Linked DNA regions of Rattus norvegicus: region 1 is linked to region 2. Evidence: chromatin contacts called from public Hi-C data. All regions are on one chromosome and are shown on one strand. The core of a region is the stretch at or near the end of the contact, and the rest is flanking DNA. Distances in the headings are between cores, read along the strand shown.

Evidence for each region. Hi-C and Micro-C count contacts between places; a contact is called where the count stands out from the background.
Region 1: a contact with region 2 is called in a Hi-C map of frontal cortex, with 2.3 times the contacts expected there. The contact joins the promoter of B3gat1 here to the enhancer-like site in region 2. A contact is called at or near these places in 2 of 12 Hi-C or Micro-C datasets (the A7r5 cell line and frontal cortex).

What each region holds. Positions count from the first base shown.
Region 1 is chr8:33,361,160-33,365,076 of GRCr8, reverse strand. B3gat1 (beta-1,3-glucuronyltransferase 1) reads right to left here and starts at 1,772. Exons shown (of 7, transcript NM_054003.1): 1 at 1,670-1,772.
Region 2 is chr8:33,269,072-33,272,806 of GRCr8, reverse strand. No RefSeq gene overlaps it. Among named protein-coding and RNA genes, the nearest start is that of B3gat1, 92 kb to the left of the region's middle. Within about 2 kb of position 1,361, at least 9 of the 93 cell types and tissues checked have an H3K27ac peak or open chromatin away from gene starts, as enhancers often do.

The DNA.
Region 1 (3,917 bases), core at 523-3,022, 92 kb before region 2:
CCCTAAAAACTCTGGGAAGAATCCAAGTCTAATAAAAAGCTTGAGCCGAAGACATGGGCTTCTTCCTTTGGGCAGCTTGTTCTCTGCTGCAGGCTCCCATTCTATTTCTGGGTCCCCTCTAGTGATTTACCTGCTCAGGGCTTCAGGTGGGACACTCAGTAGCATCTCACTCCGAAACATGCACAGATCCTACCCCGTCCACAGGCACAGGGTGATCCTAAGTCCTGGGGGAGCAGCTGTACAAAGGGAGCAGCAGGACAATGGCCTCACTACCAAGTGCGGACATGCATGTATTCATCTCCCCGGCCCATCACCCTAGGTAGCATTTTTCTCTTGTTGAAAGGGGCAGAGAGGAGGTAGGATGCAAACCCAGGACCTTTTCAGATCCTGGATGTGAACTGAGCGGAGTGGGTGGTTGTGTGAGGGTTTTGTGGGGAGGATCTTTGTCTTGCATGAACACCGAAAGGACTTGATGTTTGGTTCAATAGTGGTCACCAATGAGCAGCTTCTAAAAGGAAATGCCTCCTCTCTGTAGTGACTCTCGACTGAAAAGGGAGATGTTCAGGACAGAAGACTAGAGCAACAGCATCCCTACCCAGCTCAACACCAGTCGCTCCTGAAGCCGTGTGCCTGCCATTTACACACATGCACACGCCGGTGCACACGTTATTTCTGTGCCAGGCACATGGATGTCCGTCTCATTCGCTTGAAAATGTATGCCAGATAGTCCAAGATCAGGATCCTGCTGGGCACTTCAGCTAAACCGGTCTCCGTAGGGAAGTATCCCGCAAGCATGGGGGAATCCACTGTCAACAAAAGGCCCTGCTCAGGGTCCTGTGCCTTAGAAATCTGGGGGTCATTTCGGCTCCAAAAGCTGTCCAGCAAGTGCACTAGGACTGGATCTGGCTAAGAAAGTAGTAGCTCATGAAAACCAAGTTCCTATAGGTGGGTGGGGTGAGGTGGGGGGGTGGGTGGGCTCTTGACCTGAGCTTCTCAGTAGGAGGCTGATACCGGGTTCCCTGAGGTGCTGGATCTGATACTTTTTCTCTTGCCTCACGTCTCAGTTTCCTTCTCTGAACTTGTATGATCAAGTGCACAGAGGAAGGTAATGACCTGGTCCTGCCTCCTTCTGCTTTCCTGCACTGAAGGTCTCAAAGATTGACTGCCACTCTCCAGCTCCCAGCACCCACAGGAAAGATGCGCGGCGCTTGGTTACCCTGAAAAGAATTTAATTGTAAATGTCCAGGACAGGCAGAGCGATAGGGTCCCTGCCAGTGAGCAGGGGCGCAGCTAGAGCTGACCCTTTATCCTGTGATCTCCTGGGCCACCAAGAACCACCTGCTGAGGTGGCAAGGGATAGAATAGCTAAAGAAAGACCAGTTGTTAGAAGACTCAGGCAACCAGTTCTTCCTTCCTCCTAATGGAGCGGGGCAGGAAGCATCCTAGCTTTATTTCCTAGCCCCTCAGGTGCAGGCCCTGCCAGCCGGCCCTATTTCCTGATGTCCCTATTTTGTGCAACACACACACACACACACACACACACACACACACACACACACACACACACACACCGCGCGCACGCGAGCGGACATGGCGTGGGTACTGATGGAGACGCATAAAGGGGCTCTGTGCACTGCGGAGGTGGGGGCTCAGGGCGCCGGACACTGACCTGCGGCAGCGAGTCCATATCGTCCCTGGCGCGGTCCATAGCGGGTGGCAGTCCTATGCCCTGGCCCCAGAGACCCAGGGCTGCTGCCCTGCGATGCGCGCGCTTCTCTCTCCGGGTGTTCTCCGATTCCGTACCCTCGGGGGCCACTTCATAGCCGCGGGCCCACTCGTCCGCACCCCCGGGCGGCCCGCTGCCTCGGCCCGGCTGCTTCTGGGCTCAGCCAGGCGGCGGCCGGAGCCCCGGAGTGCGCGGGAGGGCGCGGGCGACGAGGCGCGGGGCGGCGATAAGAGCCCCAGGAGGCGACGCGCGGGCTGGCCGGGCCGGGATGGCTGGGCGCGCGGCCGGAGCCCAGCCGAGCGGGCCAGCGCGTGGTGCCCTCGGCGCTGGCAGCGGCGGATGCGCGGCGCGGCCGCGGCTGTGACAGCGCCTCCCGCCCCGCCCCCACACACCCCGCCCCCGCGAGCGCGAGCTGCCGGCGGGACCCGAGCCACTCGCGGTCCGTACCAACCTCGCGGGCTGAGGCGGGGGCCAACGCGGGACCCCCTCCCCGAGCTTGGTATCACCTCCCCGCGCTCTCCGCTGTGGCCCTCCCTCTGGGGCGTCTGGGGCTTCGTTCGGATGCTGGAGTGGCCTCGGGCGGAGCCCAGAGCACCCCAGCTTTGGCTCGAGGAGTGAGAGCTCGCCCGCCCTGCCCGCACCCCCAGCTCACCCGCCTCCATCCCTCAATCCTGGCTGCTCAGGCCCCTTGGCTTGGCAGCCTCTCTCAAAGGGCGATTGTTTCCGGGCTGGGATGCTGGGGGTTGGGGGGTTGGCCGCATGGGGGACGGTTCTGCGGGACTAAGACACTGAGCTGGAATGAGTGCGGCAGTGAAAGAGGGTGCGGCCCCCAGCTTGGCTTCGGACAAACCGAAGTGGATACGGGGTTGTTTGTATGGGTTAGATGTGGGAGTCCCCAGGAGCCTGCCAGTGGAGCGGCCCCACCTGTGGGCACTGCTTCTTTCTTTAAGGACAAGATATTTGAGTGTCACTCTCTCCTTTCTTCCCCCCACGCCCCTGCACTGGGCATTCTAACAAGGAGGCAGGAAGAACTGCTTGGTGCAGAGGAGTGGAGAGATGGCCAAGGTGGGTGGGCAGGCAATCCAGGAATTTCTCTGTACTGGGGAACTTGGATACAGGGAGCACAACCGTCCGCCCGTCCGTCTGTCTGTATCTCTCTGTATCTGTCTGTCTCTGTCTCTGTCTCTGTCTCTGCCTCTGTCTCTTTCTGTCTCTCTGTGTCTTCTCTCTCTCTCTCTCTCTCTCTCTCTCTCTCTCTCTCTCTCTGTGTGTGTGTGTGTGTGTGTGTGTGTGTGTGTGTGTGTTTGTGTACAGGCCATTCAGTCCTCCAGTGGGAGATTTCCAAATGATTTTGTCCGCTTCCCAGAGCCTAAGACACATCCACACACCTTCAGGTTTACAATCCTGATGGTCCTCACTGACACCTGTGGTCAGGGCCTCCAGCTGTGTCCTCTTCAAAACTCCAACAGGCCAGCTCCTGTAAATGCCAGTGCTTTCTTTCTCCAGGGTCTGTCACCTCCTTTCTCAATGCAAAGGTCCACAGCTAGGCATTGCTGGATCAGAGTGAACTTTATACTGTGGTCTGAGGCCGAGCTCATAGGTCTTCACCATCACCTCTGCCTGTCAGGATGAAGCCTGGTTCTCCTCTTGTGTGAAGGTGGGTGGTGCAGGGACTCCAGAATCAAGACTTTGAGGTTTGGTAGAAGCCACAGTTTACAACATCCCATGGAACATATATAATTACTGTCTTTAGAAAGAGATTTCCTCCAGACTCTTCTCCCCTTACTTCACCCCAGGAAGCTCAGGGCATGCTGCCCTGATGCATCTCCGTGAGTAAACCGTATCACTCACAATTACCAAGTGACAGAGCAGAGATAATCTTGGAGGTTGATTCTTGCCAACAGGGAATCTGATGCCCACAGACAGGAGCATCCATGTGTGGGGTCACACCCACTCCTTATCTCTGCCCGGGACTGTGCCGGATCCCCAGGTCAGGAGTTCAGGACAATGGTGGGATAATGAACAGCCTACAGACACTAGCTAAACAGCCTGGCCAGAGACTGCCATCCTCTGACCCATCTCTTCAGTAATAAGATGGCTTTCAACAAGCCAGCAGACTCTTGTCTGGCCCCGCTGTCCTCTGGTTGTTCTGTGGGGTGGCTCCCTCTCTAACTCCTCTAGCTTGGAGTTC
Region 2 (3,735 bases), core at 112-2,611:
ATGTTCAAAGGGCTTAGGAGGCAGACCCACAGAGACCTGGAAGGCTCCCTGAGATCTGTTCTATGGTCATCCTACTTTGGCCCATTTGAAAGCAATGACCAACAGGGAACCACAACTTATAGTTTTGGATTCTCCTCAAATGCAACTTAGATTGTGAATCCTTTCAAAATGTCATCAGTCCCCAGAATTCATGGGAAAGCAGGAGATTACCTAGTTTAGTTTTTAGTGACTAACGGAATACTCTAGGCAGTGTGAATTACAAAGGAGTTTATATCTCACCATACTGGGTGCTCAAAGTCTAAGATGAAGGTGTCAACATCTGTTAAGGGCTTCTTTTGCTGCTTTATAATGTGGCATGGTGAGACCAAGAAAGTATTGCAGCACAAGTCAACCTCCCTTTTCAGATAAACCCATTAATATAATGATTAATACGAAGACAAGTCCATCCTGAGAGTCTTATCATAACATGGTGGAAGGCATCACATGGTGAAGCAGGGAAAGCATGATAGCACAAATCACCCTTCCTTTTCTGATTAACCCATTAAACTTTCATGGCCGTGCTATTCTCATATCCCCATCTAGCTCTAATTGCACCCAAAAGGCCACAGCTCCAACTTCCATTAAGAAATTAATTTGGAGACTATGTTTTCATCACATTGACCTGGGGAATGGGAACACCCAAGCCCCAAAGGTTGTAGTATTTAACGGCAGAACCAACAATATGCTTTGTGTGTCTTACAGCATGCTGGGACCACTAGGTTGTCAGAGGTTGGAGTGGGTGAAACCATCATCCTAGAAACCTAGAAGTCTGAGGTTACAATGTCAATACTCACAGGGAGTGCAGTAATTAAATCATGGATTTGAGTTTACACCTGATATTGTGACTTCCTATGTGATACCCATGGGGAATTTGGGAGGATTAAATGAGATAAGGCAGTGACAGGGCTCAGAAAGTATGAGGCTATGATGTATTTGTGATAACTTAATAATGACTAATACCTCAAAGGGTTGTGTGAGCATCAGATGAAACATACCTGTGCTTATATGATAGCACAGTAAGCATTCATTTGTAGAAATGTTGTCAATAGTAGTATTACTATAGGTGTTAAACCTGGGTTTAATTGATTTCAAATCCCCATCTGTAAAGTGGGAATAGCGCCTTCCATTCCTTTCTTGTACATCTATTTAATATACATGAATACTTTTGGGGAATGTGATCTCAGCAACAAGATATTCCCACAGATATACACCCTGCCCTCCTACACCTTTTAAAATAAGACAGAATCATCACTCTGCCTCCATCAGAGAAGCAAGGAAGACAGAAGAGTAAGGCACATTGCCATCTGGAAGGAAGGAATCTTAATTAAGAACAAGAAAGGGAGGGCAGCAGAGAGAACCCAGCTAGGTTCACATGGAGGGAGCCTATGGGGCTCATGAATTTTGAGAGCACCGAGGCGCAGAGCCCATTTTCCTACCAGATGGCAGTGGGGGCTCCAGGGAGATGGGACAAACCCTCCGGTGATGCCCTGAAACTTTCTGTGGCAACTTCACTGAACTGCTGTGGGGTGTCTTGAGTTCTTAAGCACAAGGATGTGGCATTTGCAGCGATGACTTTCAGAACAGGGTTCCTGGCCAAAGAACATCAGCACCACCTGTGTACTTATTAAAAATCTATGTCTTTGAGACCTATTCCAGAGGTCCTGGAGAAGACACACATTAGGTGGGGCTAGCATTCTGTGACTGATAGCCTCCAGGAGGTCATCCAGCATGCCAGTGTTTGAGAACCTTTTGATCATAGCAAGAAATGGCTGTGGACATCTTCCAAGTTGTCAGGTGGAGCAGTACTAACATCTGCCTTGCTGCGTCTCAGCGTGCAAAGAGCTTGAGCGTGGGTGCTAGACAAGCCTAAATTTAAATTCCAACTTAGCTCTTTGCTGCTTGCAGAGTTTAGGGAGTCTTGCTCCTGTTTTCTCATTTCAACCCTGGGGGTCATTGTTAGAGTTGGAAGTAACATCGATGATGAAGGTACCTATTACAAAACAAGAAGAAATGAGGAAGCCCTCTGTCATCCCTACCTCCTTTCCCCCCAGATATTCTCATAATACCTTGCCTATAATAGATGATTTTTCATAAATAAAATTAATCTGAAGCATCCTCAGTGCTTGCCATCTGCAGCGGATTCCAAAGGGATCATTATTGTCTTTCTTATGTTTCCCAACAGACACTGAGCACATTGAAGAGCTGCAGTGGGTGTGGAGAACATACTTGAACAAGCAGAAATGAATAACTTGTAAGGCTTCACAGCTTTTCTTTCCCCCTTTGCCTTTCTATGTACTAATGCAGGTTTTCAAAGCAACATCCAACCTAGGGTGGTGAGATGGTTTAGTAAGTAAAAAAGGGCACTTCACTGGAAATCACATAGAAGGAAATGACTCACTCCTGAAAGTTATCTGGCCATGCCATGGCATGAGTGCCTACACACACACACACACACACACACACACACACACACACACACACACACACACACACACACAGGAACGCATGCACATGCATGCTCAGTACACAAAGGCAGACAGACAGACATGCACAGACAGACACACAAACATGCAGACAAACAGAGACGAAGATAGACAGACACAAACACAGACAGACAGACATATACACACAGAGACAGACTCTCTCTCCTTCACACACACACACACACCACACACACACACACACACACACACACACATACATACACACGATAAATAACAGTTTCTCCTTCCAAGCAAAATGTAAATGATGTGTACTGTCTAAAGTTTTTCTCACTGTAAAGAGTTCCCCAAATGTCTACTCCTGGATGGTATCTGCATAGTGTGCAGAATTATTGACAAACCAAGCCCCTGTCTTCTCTTCCCCAGATCATATTTCATAGTCTATGAGGCCATAGATAAATGCTTAGGAAAAGAGAGCATTGTAACAGGAGTAGAAACTGTAGGAAGCACATGGGAAACTTCTTCATGAAACTTGCTTGTGTCCTCAGGACCTGCTTGGACACAATTATGTATATACTACTTTTGTTTACTTGATTGCATCTGTGCACATCATATTCATGGCTTGGTGTTTTAGATAGCATGCAGATGATGACGGGAAGCAGGAAGGAGAGAGCCAACTCCTAAATGTTATCCTTTGACATTCATAGGTTTACACACACACACACACACACACACACACACACACACACACACACACACACACACGGAAAGAGTGAGAAATAACATGGCTTCCGGAGAAAAGAAAATCAAGTTTTCTTAAAGTTGTAATCCTTGATAATGTCAAAATGCTCCAGCAAATATACTCACCTCCACAAATATATGGTTTAAAAATGTGGACTTGTGGGTAAGTCTTAAAAAAAACAATAGTCAAAAAATAGAGAGTATATAAAGTAGGGAAGAGATTGTGGGTAATCTCTGTAGGAGTTAGGGAGAACAGTGGGGGTAAATATGGTCAAAGTACATTGTGTGCTGTATGAAATTCTCAAAGAATAAACAAAAATATTGTATTTAAAACTGAATTAAAGCCTTCCAACCCAGACACATAATCTTGACTGTCAACGAGACTAAATCTAGAATCAACAGCAATGTAAGCTGCTGATGAGCATGCCTGTAAGGGACATTCTTGCTCAGATTATTTGAAATGGGAAGCCCACCCTATGTGTGGATGGCAATTTCCAGTGGCAACTTAGATAAA